Linked DNA regions of Bombyx mori: region 1 is linked to region 2. The links are chromatin contacts, called in public Hi-C maps. All regions are on one chromosome and are shown on one strand. Each heading gives the region's core, a stretch centred on a gene start, on an enhancer-like site or on the middle of the called end of the contact. The rest is flanking DNA. Distances are from core to core; before and after follow the strand shown.

What was found. Hi-C and Micro-C count contacts between places; a contact is called where the count stands out from the background.
Region 1: a Hi-C map of posterior silk gland shows a contact between it and region 2, with 2.6 times the contacts expected there. The contact joins two enhancer-like sites. A contact is called at or near these places in 3 of 7 Hi-C or Micro-C datasets (middle silk gland, posterior silk gland and whole pupa).

Annotation. Positions count from the first base shown.
Region 1 is chr18:5,256,203-5,260,883 of ASM3026992v2, forward strand. No RefSeq gene overlaps it. Among protein-coding and RNA genes, the nearest start is that of LOC101739600, 23 kb to the left of the region's middle. Within about 2 kb of position 2,344, at least 2 of the 8 cell types and tissues checked have open chromatin away from gene starts, as enhancers often do.
Region 2 is chr18:4,974,609-4,979,397 of ASM3026992v2, forward strand. No RefSeq gene overlaps it. Among protein-coding and RNA genes, the nearest start is that of LOC101739459, 69 kb to the right of the region's middle. Within about 2 kb of position 2,818, at least 7 of the 8 cell types and tissues checked have open chromatin away from gene starts, as enhancers often do.

The sequences.
Region 1 (4,681 bases), core at 1,094-3,593, 280 kb after region 2:
TGAATAATCTCGAAAACTTAATTAAATAATTATTACCTTACTAGCTGACCCGGCAAACTTTTTAGGGCCTCAATCGATAAACAAAAAACCTAAACTTTTGTATAAAATAAACTTAAAACAAACAAAAGGAATCCGTCCGACGGGAGGGAAATCAAAGGGAAAATTGTTATTTTTATTTAATTCCGAGCATTTTCATATTTATCTACCTTTTAAACCTTCTCTGGACTTCCACAAATAATTCAAGACAAAAATTAGCCAAATCGGTTTAGCCGTTCTCGAGTTTTAGCGAGACTAACGAACAGCAATTCATTTTTATATATAGAAATTTATAAATTATAATGTACAACAATGTTGTGCGGTGGCAATGCCATAACAAAATAAATATATGCGAACCATATAGTCGACTCAACTATAAGCATAATTAAAGAGAGGTCACACGCAACCCATAACAACACAATATAAAATTATACTATAGTCAATACTAAAACGCAATTTAACTACACAAGAAGACAACGGAAATAGTATAAAACTCAATTGAAAAATAAACGTTAATTTAAAAATACTATCTCCGTCTCCCTCTATATATTATTATTATCTCTTTTTTTTTTTAAACTGACTATATACTTTCAAATACAAAAACAACGGTTAATAATAAGGCATCTAATTCTCCAGTCTGCGACAGTCGTTCTCTAAACAAAGATAAAGTCGCGTTCACACAAATAGGTGCGGGCGGCACCCGTTCCGAATATAAATCGAAATCGTAAGTTTCGGTGCGGGCTAATTAATTGCTACGGGATTACTCGAGGCCGCTATTCCGAGTACCTACTGGTTACGCGAGATTTAGTATAGCATCAGCCGCAACCGGACATCAATAATGAAACAATCTGCGAAATAGTTAAAATGAATCATTATCAAATCAAATTCTATCTCCTATATATGTCATGTCTTAAAATCTATATCTATTTATTTGTTTGCTTGCTTGTCTTGTGTGCGTTCCTAAATAATTTACACTCTAAGGTTTTCCTTCCGCAGTCAGATTACTATAGGTGGCGCGCGAGAAGTATCAATAATTATGTTTTCATACTATTAGAGATTATCTTAGCCAAACGTGGATTCACTGGTTTCTATAATTATGGAGACCCAAATCAAAATAAGCACAGAGAATGACGTCAAATCTAATCTTATTGGGTCTGTGGTTATTATTTTTTGGATTATTTTGGCCCCAAATGACGTCATAAGTCATGAAATGGCGTTTGTGCGAGGTCTGTAAATTTTTAGGTGCAATTTAAAAAGCTAGATTTCTCTTTCTTTTTCCCCTTTTAGTAGATTTGTTTTCTTTTAAGGTAAAACCAAAAAATATGTTTGAAGACACCTGCATCATTTGTGTGTTAAACGGACTATTTTCAATAATTAACAATTTAGTGGGTAGTCGTTAAATATTCCAAATAAATCTATCATGACAAGTAATGTACATATAAAATTGATTTTTTGTAACATGAGAATTTTAGTTTCCATTTTTTAACACACTTTGATTCACACTGTACCTATTTGTTTCACTATCTATCTAAATGAATCTTTCTTTAAAATATTAGATTAACTTAAAAAATTGCGCACCTATCGGGGACCGATGGATGACAATACAACATTTTTTTAATAATATGTCCTAATATTTTGATCAGGTTTATCAAGATGTTTCGATATATTTTTTTATCTATTTAATTTTTATTTTTTACTTATTTCAGCGTGTTTGTTTTTAGTTCTTAAGCTATTTTTATATTAGATGGGTGGATGATCTCACGCGTACTTTTTGGTAAGCGGTACAGCTCAGAGACACTGTAGAGTGAATGATGGCGACCACCGTGAGACATCAAGGACTTGTAAAACAATGTTTTGTAAAATGACTATACATGGTACATTTAACTTTATTACCGCGGGATAGATTTGGATGAAATTTGGAATTGCCCCTAGTTCAGCCATGAGTTAGTACTGCATCAAATTAGTCTCACATTACATAATATTCAAAATCAAACAAAAAAATAGGAAACAATTAGGTCATCAAGGTATATCAAATATTTCGATACAAAAGAATTTCCAGGATCCTAAACGCCACTAAAATTCTAAATTTCGTAACATTATTTACGTGTCAGAGTTTTTGTCTGGAAGCAACAGGCTGCCCTATTGTAATTTATATCTAGCGCACCAAACAGCAGCAACCCATAATTCGGGGCAAAAACCAAAAATTAAACATCATCCTTTGTTGGCGAAAACGCTAAATTGAGGAAATTTCCATCCATTCTACAACCAGGCGTCATCCGCGCCTAAACCCCGCTTCAATTTCAATAGCACCCCAACATACTCCCTACACCCTTTAGGACACCCCCACATCACGTTGTCTCGCTCTGACTTACCCGTATTTTGTTTACGCAAAAAGGATAGTTTTACCTACAGGGCAGGTCCGAAAGTTAGACATATATTATTGTATTATACGGCCGTAGGTGGCGCGGGGGTGAAGATTGATGCGGCGGAGTGCGGGGGGGTAGTTTCGGCAACCCTATGGCGAACGTAACGAAATTTACGTCACGCATGAATGTGTGAGTGTTTGTGTACGTGTGGCCTATTCTCATACTTAGATGTTGGAATATTATTACATTGATTTATGTTGTTTATATTAAATCTTAAGCGAACTTTCACTACGACTAAGGTAGCAGCAACTGGTTGTTAAGCCTCGTCCATAATTATTTTAAATCCACAGATTATATATTGTCATACTACAATTTTCAATTAAAATAAGGCAACATTAGGGACGTCACATTGCGTCAGTTTGAGTAGAGATGCAGTTAGCAAGTCGGGCTGACAACCCAATGACAAGCTTTGCCTGCTTCTGTTAACAACGCTCAAACTTTTGTGCAACCCCGAGTTAGAACATGAAACAATAGAGAGAGATTCTGTTTCACTCTTTTGTTAATTAGAAATTTCTAGAATAACAAAGAACATAAATATAGCTTCCCTGTATTTATTAAAATAAATCCCACTTTTGATTTCCGATATAAAACAAATTTCAAATCAATAGAGCAAAACCGAAGAACAAATAATAGATATTTTTAAAAGGGGAAATATTTAGCCCGTTTACAAATTTAAAACGGCAAAACAAATATTGTTATTACTATCGTTACACCAGAATTACAGTATTAACTATTCCAAAATGATATGCTTCTAGAATGACGGAGATAATATAATAAAATTGTTATATAGTTTGCCTCCTACGTTTTACTCAAAAGAAAAAAGTCTCGCGTGATTATCTTCGGGATTACAACGAAATGAAAACGTTATTAGGCTTCAAACCAATCTCGTACATTTTTGATATGTACATTATTTTGAGGACAGAGCACGCAAAACTTCGGATTTGTGGGAAATTGAATTGGTAATATGAGAGGATAAGTAAAACGTGAATTTTATTAAGGTAACCTTACGGTAATACTAAATTAGAATTATATTCAGTACGTACCTACACGAAATCTTCACTGATTTTTAAATCGCCTTTTTTTAGTGTCCAGTGATTTTCATAAAATAAATGCTAATGAACCTATTAACAAAAGTGGTTATTAAAAGAATCAAGTTTGGCAGTCAGCATTACCCGGGATCGAAATAGACAACACGTTCTAAGGCAAAATTAGTGACTCTTTTTTTATTGAGCCACGTGGGTGGACGGGGTCACTGCCCTTTTGATGTTGCCAGAGCTTAACACGACTCAAACTTAGCGCCAACTTTACCATTGTGACGTACACATATCAGAGAACTTGCCACTAACAAAAACACAATCAGTTAGTCAATGCGCAGTATATACTACTGTAGTTTGACAGTCATTCATCTGTTTAACACTGTTTTCACACTGGTGGTAGGACCTCTTGTGAGTCCGCACGAGTAGGTACCACCACCCTGTCTGTATCTGCCGTGAAGCAGTAATGCGTTTCGATTTGAAGGGCGGGGCAGCCGTTGTAACTGTACTAAGGCCTTAGAACTTATATCTCAAGGTGGGTGGCGCATTTGCGTTGTAGATGTCTATGGGCTCCAGTAACCACTTAACACCAGGTAGGCTGTGAGCTCGTCCACCCATCTAAGCAATAAAAAATATAAACAAAGATGTGTGGTGTCGTGGGACACCGGATAGGAACGAAGCTCCTTATTATAAAAATATTAATTTTAAGTTCTATTCGAGGTATAAAGAAAATAATTATTCGGGTATACGTTTTTTACTATGATTTTTTTATTGATAAAAAAAATCTACTTTACAAAGTTATCAACTTTATTTTATTCACAATGAAAAATATATTATATAATAATAATATACAAAGAAACAGCTATTTAGATGAATAATAATAATAACTGTCATCACGTTGACTATACATTAAACACTGCATAGCCACCATACTAAGACTATACATAAATAATAAAAATCTTACGTTACGGACGTTTTTTGGCGGTTAGGGTACCCCTCCGCATCGTCCCATAAGGAACTTCGTTCCAAAAATCTGTAAAACACGCCTAGTTCTAAAACAAACCCATACCTCGCTTCAAAAATCTCGTAAGTTCATTAGAGTGAGATGAACAAAAATCGTATCGGCAAGTTCAAAGTCGGGAAACACCATTGTACTAATTACGGAGCAGACGGCGCGCTTTCGCT
Region 2 (4,789 bases), core at 1,568-4,067:
GATTTTGAATGTTTAAGACGTGGTGTTTGATGTTTGGAGACTTTAAGTGCCATTGTTGTTAGTGTAAAGTTTTGTCTCTTTTAGCATCTTAGACACAGACTTTCTATTTTAAAATTACCTACATTTTAAATATTTTTTTAACTAAATTACTGATTTAAAAAACCAATAGAGTAAATACATTTCATAGATACTTTTTTTTATTAACTTATAATAAGTGTACCTTGGAATAAATCTAGAGTGTTATCCAGAACCGACATTAAGCTTAAAGCATTGAGCTTAAATAGTAATAAAGTACAAAACTAATGCAGAAACTTACTGGTGGTAGACCTCTTGTGATATCACTGGTGGTAGGATCTCTTGTGAGTCCGCGCGGATAGGTACCACCACCCTGCCTATTTCTCCCGTGAAGGAGTAATGCGTTTCGGTTTGAAGGGTGGGGCAGCCGTTGTAACTATACTTGAGACCTTAGAACTTATATCTCAAGGTGGGTGGCGCATTTACGTTGTAGATGTCTATGGGTTCCATATAAGCAATTAAAAAAAAACCTACCTTTTTCCCGCTTAAATAGACTTAATTAATTTTTTCCTGTCTTTGTATGCAAACTAGCGTACGGCTTACCCGATGGAGAGTTGATAAACGCTATGGACGTTTAAAAAAAATAGCTACGAAAGTACATAACACATTGAATGGAACCCTAGCGGACAGTTATTAGGGCAGTTTTAACCCTTTATTACAACCCTCCGAGTGACCTCGCTGACCCGTTTCAACGTTTCTCTGTTAAAACCCCAAGCAAGTACCTATCTATGGGGTGAAAAATGTATTTTCGTGATAAATAAAAATATCGTTTAGGTAACAAACATGTCACTAATCATTTTGGTTGTGTGATGACTTATTAGTTTTGATGTACCTAGTGATTGTGATTTTTTTTTTTATTGCTTAGTTGGGTGGACGAGCTCACAGCCCACCTGGTGTTAAGTGGTTACTGGAACCCATATATATATCTACAACGAAAATGAGCCACCCACCTTGAGATATAAGTTCTAAGGTCTCAGTATAGTTACGATGGCTGCCCCACCCTTTAAACCGAAACGCATTACTGCTTCACGGCAGAAATAGGCAGGGCGGTGGTACCTACCTGCGCGGACTCACAAGAGGTCCTAACACCAGATTGGACCTCTAGTTTGGGTTGGAGCCCCGTGAGATCACCTACATCTTAGGGTAACGCTGAAATAGCCTCTCAAGGCTACCAGCATAGGTAAAAAAACTACTCTTTTCGTTACTTGCAAATGTAGTATAGTAGTATACTTGTACTATTTTCTCTACCTATTCGATGGTAGCCCAAGGGACTATTCCAACTACGCCCGGACGGGTAGGTGAGCTCACGGGCTCAACCTGAGAGAATTTGCTAACACTAGCCCTAGCAAGAGCAGTGCTTCGCATAATCTACCACCGAATCGGAATCGCAACCCTCTGAGAAGATCCGGCGAGAAACTCAGTGAGCTGTGTCTGTGGGTTAGTTCGCTCGTCTAACTCTTCGTCGTAATAACTTGCACTTGCACTTGCACTTGCACGTGTACTTGTACTTGCACTTGCACTTGAAGTTGTACTTCTACAAGTATTCAAGTACTTGCACACGACTAAATGCAGCTCTACATCGTATGACGCCTACGTCATTATCTCACCTGAAGTTTTATTAACAGCCAGTACTACTGTCAATTTATATTATTACCAGCCGTTGTACTATAAAGAATTGGGACCGCAGAACTCATGTCTCGAGGTAGGTGGCGGCATTCAACTTGTAGATTTCTATGGACTTCGCTAACCACTTAACACCAGGTATCCCAGGAGCCAACCATGCTAAAAAATAATAATAATAGGTAATATCCAAAACTACTAATATTCTGTTAATATATGTAATATATGTAAGTCTTTTTTTTTTTATTACTTAGATGGGTGGACGAGCTCACGGCCCACCTGGTGTTTAGTGGTTACAGGAGCCCATAGACATCTACAACGTAAATGCGCCACCCACCTTGAGATATATGTTCTAAGATCTCAGTATAGTTATAACGGCTGCCCCACCCTTCAAACCGAAACGCATTACTGCTTCACGGCAGAAATAGGCAGGGTACCTACCCACGCGGACTCAAAAAGAGGTCCTACCACCAGTAAGAATTATGGCAAAATGCCAAAAAAAATATGCAAACAACTATTTACTTAAATAAGTTTAGAACATCTCTATTATTAAACTGTATAGAGAATGCTTCAATCAAGAACCAGTTTTTTCAGTACCCCTTTTCGGAAATGCGAAATGCATTCGCAAAAAAATATGCATTGTCAAATATAGGCAGATGGTCAAACATTATAATGGTAACATTAATATCCATATGGACATAAATAACGGTCAATTTCGTTCAGTAATAATTTTTTTAATTATTTTTTTGCAATGTGCTATCATACGAGAACTAGCAAGCGGCGTACATTGTGGCAGCAAACGCTAACCGTGAGTACTCGTGAGCATACTTCACTCATATAATGTTCAGAAAAACATAATAGCTCAGTATCAAAAGTGCAATAACAAAATAATTTTCATTTAAAAAAAAAAAAATGTGAAACAAATTTGAAATTCGAATAGATTTTATTGTATTTCCTCCAAAAAAAAATTGATTGTTCAAATTAAATCAATAACAAAAGTTTAAAAAATTCAAAATAAGAACGCGATCGAAATTTAAACAAATCTCGGATTAACATTCGACGTGACCACGGTCCAAGCTGTAGGCGTGGTCACACGTGCCACTCACTGTCCATTGGTCAGTCAACTATACCGTACTATGGGGATTCGGTTGACTGAGCGCTTTGATTATTGACTCCCACTGACTATTCTTATTCGAAGCTAGATCGTTCTAATTTTAAAAATTAAACATTTAATTTTGAAATTAAATCAAATTATGTTTTTTTGAAGTTTTTATGCCCTGGTAACGAGACATTTAAGCCAATTTGATTTTTTTAAATAAAAACACCACAGATTATACATTCATCTTAAATGAGTTGGAGTATTAATATTGATATTTGATTTCTCATTCGCTTTGATAACTGTTTAGTATGTTATTTATGTATGTTTATGATAACTGTTAAGTATGTGATGTTACTGAATGAATACATTTTAATAATGAATCTAAAACATGGACGAAAAGGAGTTTCTAATTGGAATTTGTGTTCCTCTCGAATTATGTACTACTTTATATAACTTTATTTGAATTGAGATAAATAAAACGTAACGCATTAATTCTTTACTAATACATCCAGTTAAATTTAATTTATAAGTACACATCTTAGAAATCAAATGGCGTCGCCTTCATCAGAAGGCAGATGGCGACACACGTCAATAAACTAATAAGTCGCAGTGGATCGCGTCAAGTCGCAAGCCCACAGATACAATCCACTGAAGTTCTCACCGATCCCGATCTGGTGGTGGATTCAGGGAGGCACTGCTCCTGCTAGAGCTGGTGTAAGAGATTTCTCTCAGGCTGAACCCTTAAGGCTACCAGTGGTTAGGTAGGGGAAAAAACATCATGTAAGTACAAAATAAGCGATGTAAATATAAAGGCAGTCTGATTTTGTACATTGAGTAAATTTCGTCAGACTACGCAATATGGATAGAAAGAGTTGAGTCGACTGCTGACATATAGCCTAATAGATTCAGCGCATACATTTAGTATCGTTCGTAGGATACCTAAAATTTGACGTATTTGTCAGCTTCTTCTAAAGCGTGAAGATATACAAGGTGAAGTATCGAACAGTCAGTGTCATCGACTAAACGCTTTGGTCAAACAAAAAATGTGAGTTCTTACTTAGTAAAGTTGTTAAATTTTATTAAATATAAACTAATTCTGGTAGCTTTGTGTGGAGAAAATACAATGTATTTTTATTTATGGTTGTTACATTTCAATTTTTGACAATTAGTGAGTGGAGTATTGTCAATGTAAAATCACAAATGGTTACTCAAATACTAAAATTTTAACGCCATCTAGCGAACCACTACGAAACCAACTGCAATAAATCGATACAACAAAATCTTATTCTTCAAACCAACCATGAAATAATGAGATTAAATTTATATATTTTCTTATAAGAATCTATCTATAGTTCGTGACTTTATTTTTTAATATTAAATTAGCTTTTTTAAATTCATATAATATTTTATTTAGAACTGGAAGACTTAATTGCACAACATGAAAAACATTTTTGAAAATAAGCGGTATCTGTTTGTCATCGACTTTATTATATAGATCAATGTAAAATGGAGCTTATAATTTCACTCTGGCTTAAATTTAATACCTACATTTCATTACTTATGTAACGAAACTTCTCTTTAAATTACTGTGACCATTCACTTATTTTACTAAATGCCAATATTGTGGGATTATAAATGAAAATTGCTTAAACTTGTACCAAGCACCAAAACAAATTTTCAGTTGTTTTGCTACTCGACGCTAGATGGCGCTACTTCACAATTGTGTTTTAATTTCACCTCTACACTGAACATACATTGAACTAACGTGTCAAATGCTGTTGAATTTGTTTTAGGTATGCTCAGTAAATAAAAAATAGGGTTTTCTTTGTATAAATTTTTTTCAACATGTATTATGTGCTTTAAAGGTATTTGCAGTTACGGATTTGCAATTACGGCTTTGAATTGTAACGAATTTGCCTTTTCCAAGATTCATCAATAGGTCTTTTTTTAATGAATTACCAATTTCTTCTTCTTCTAGATGCCAATTAAAAAAGA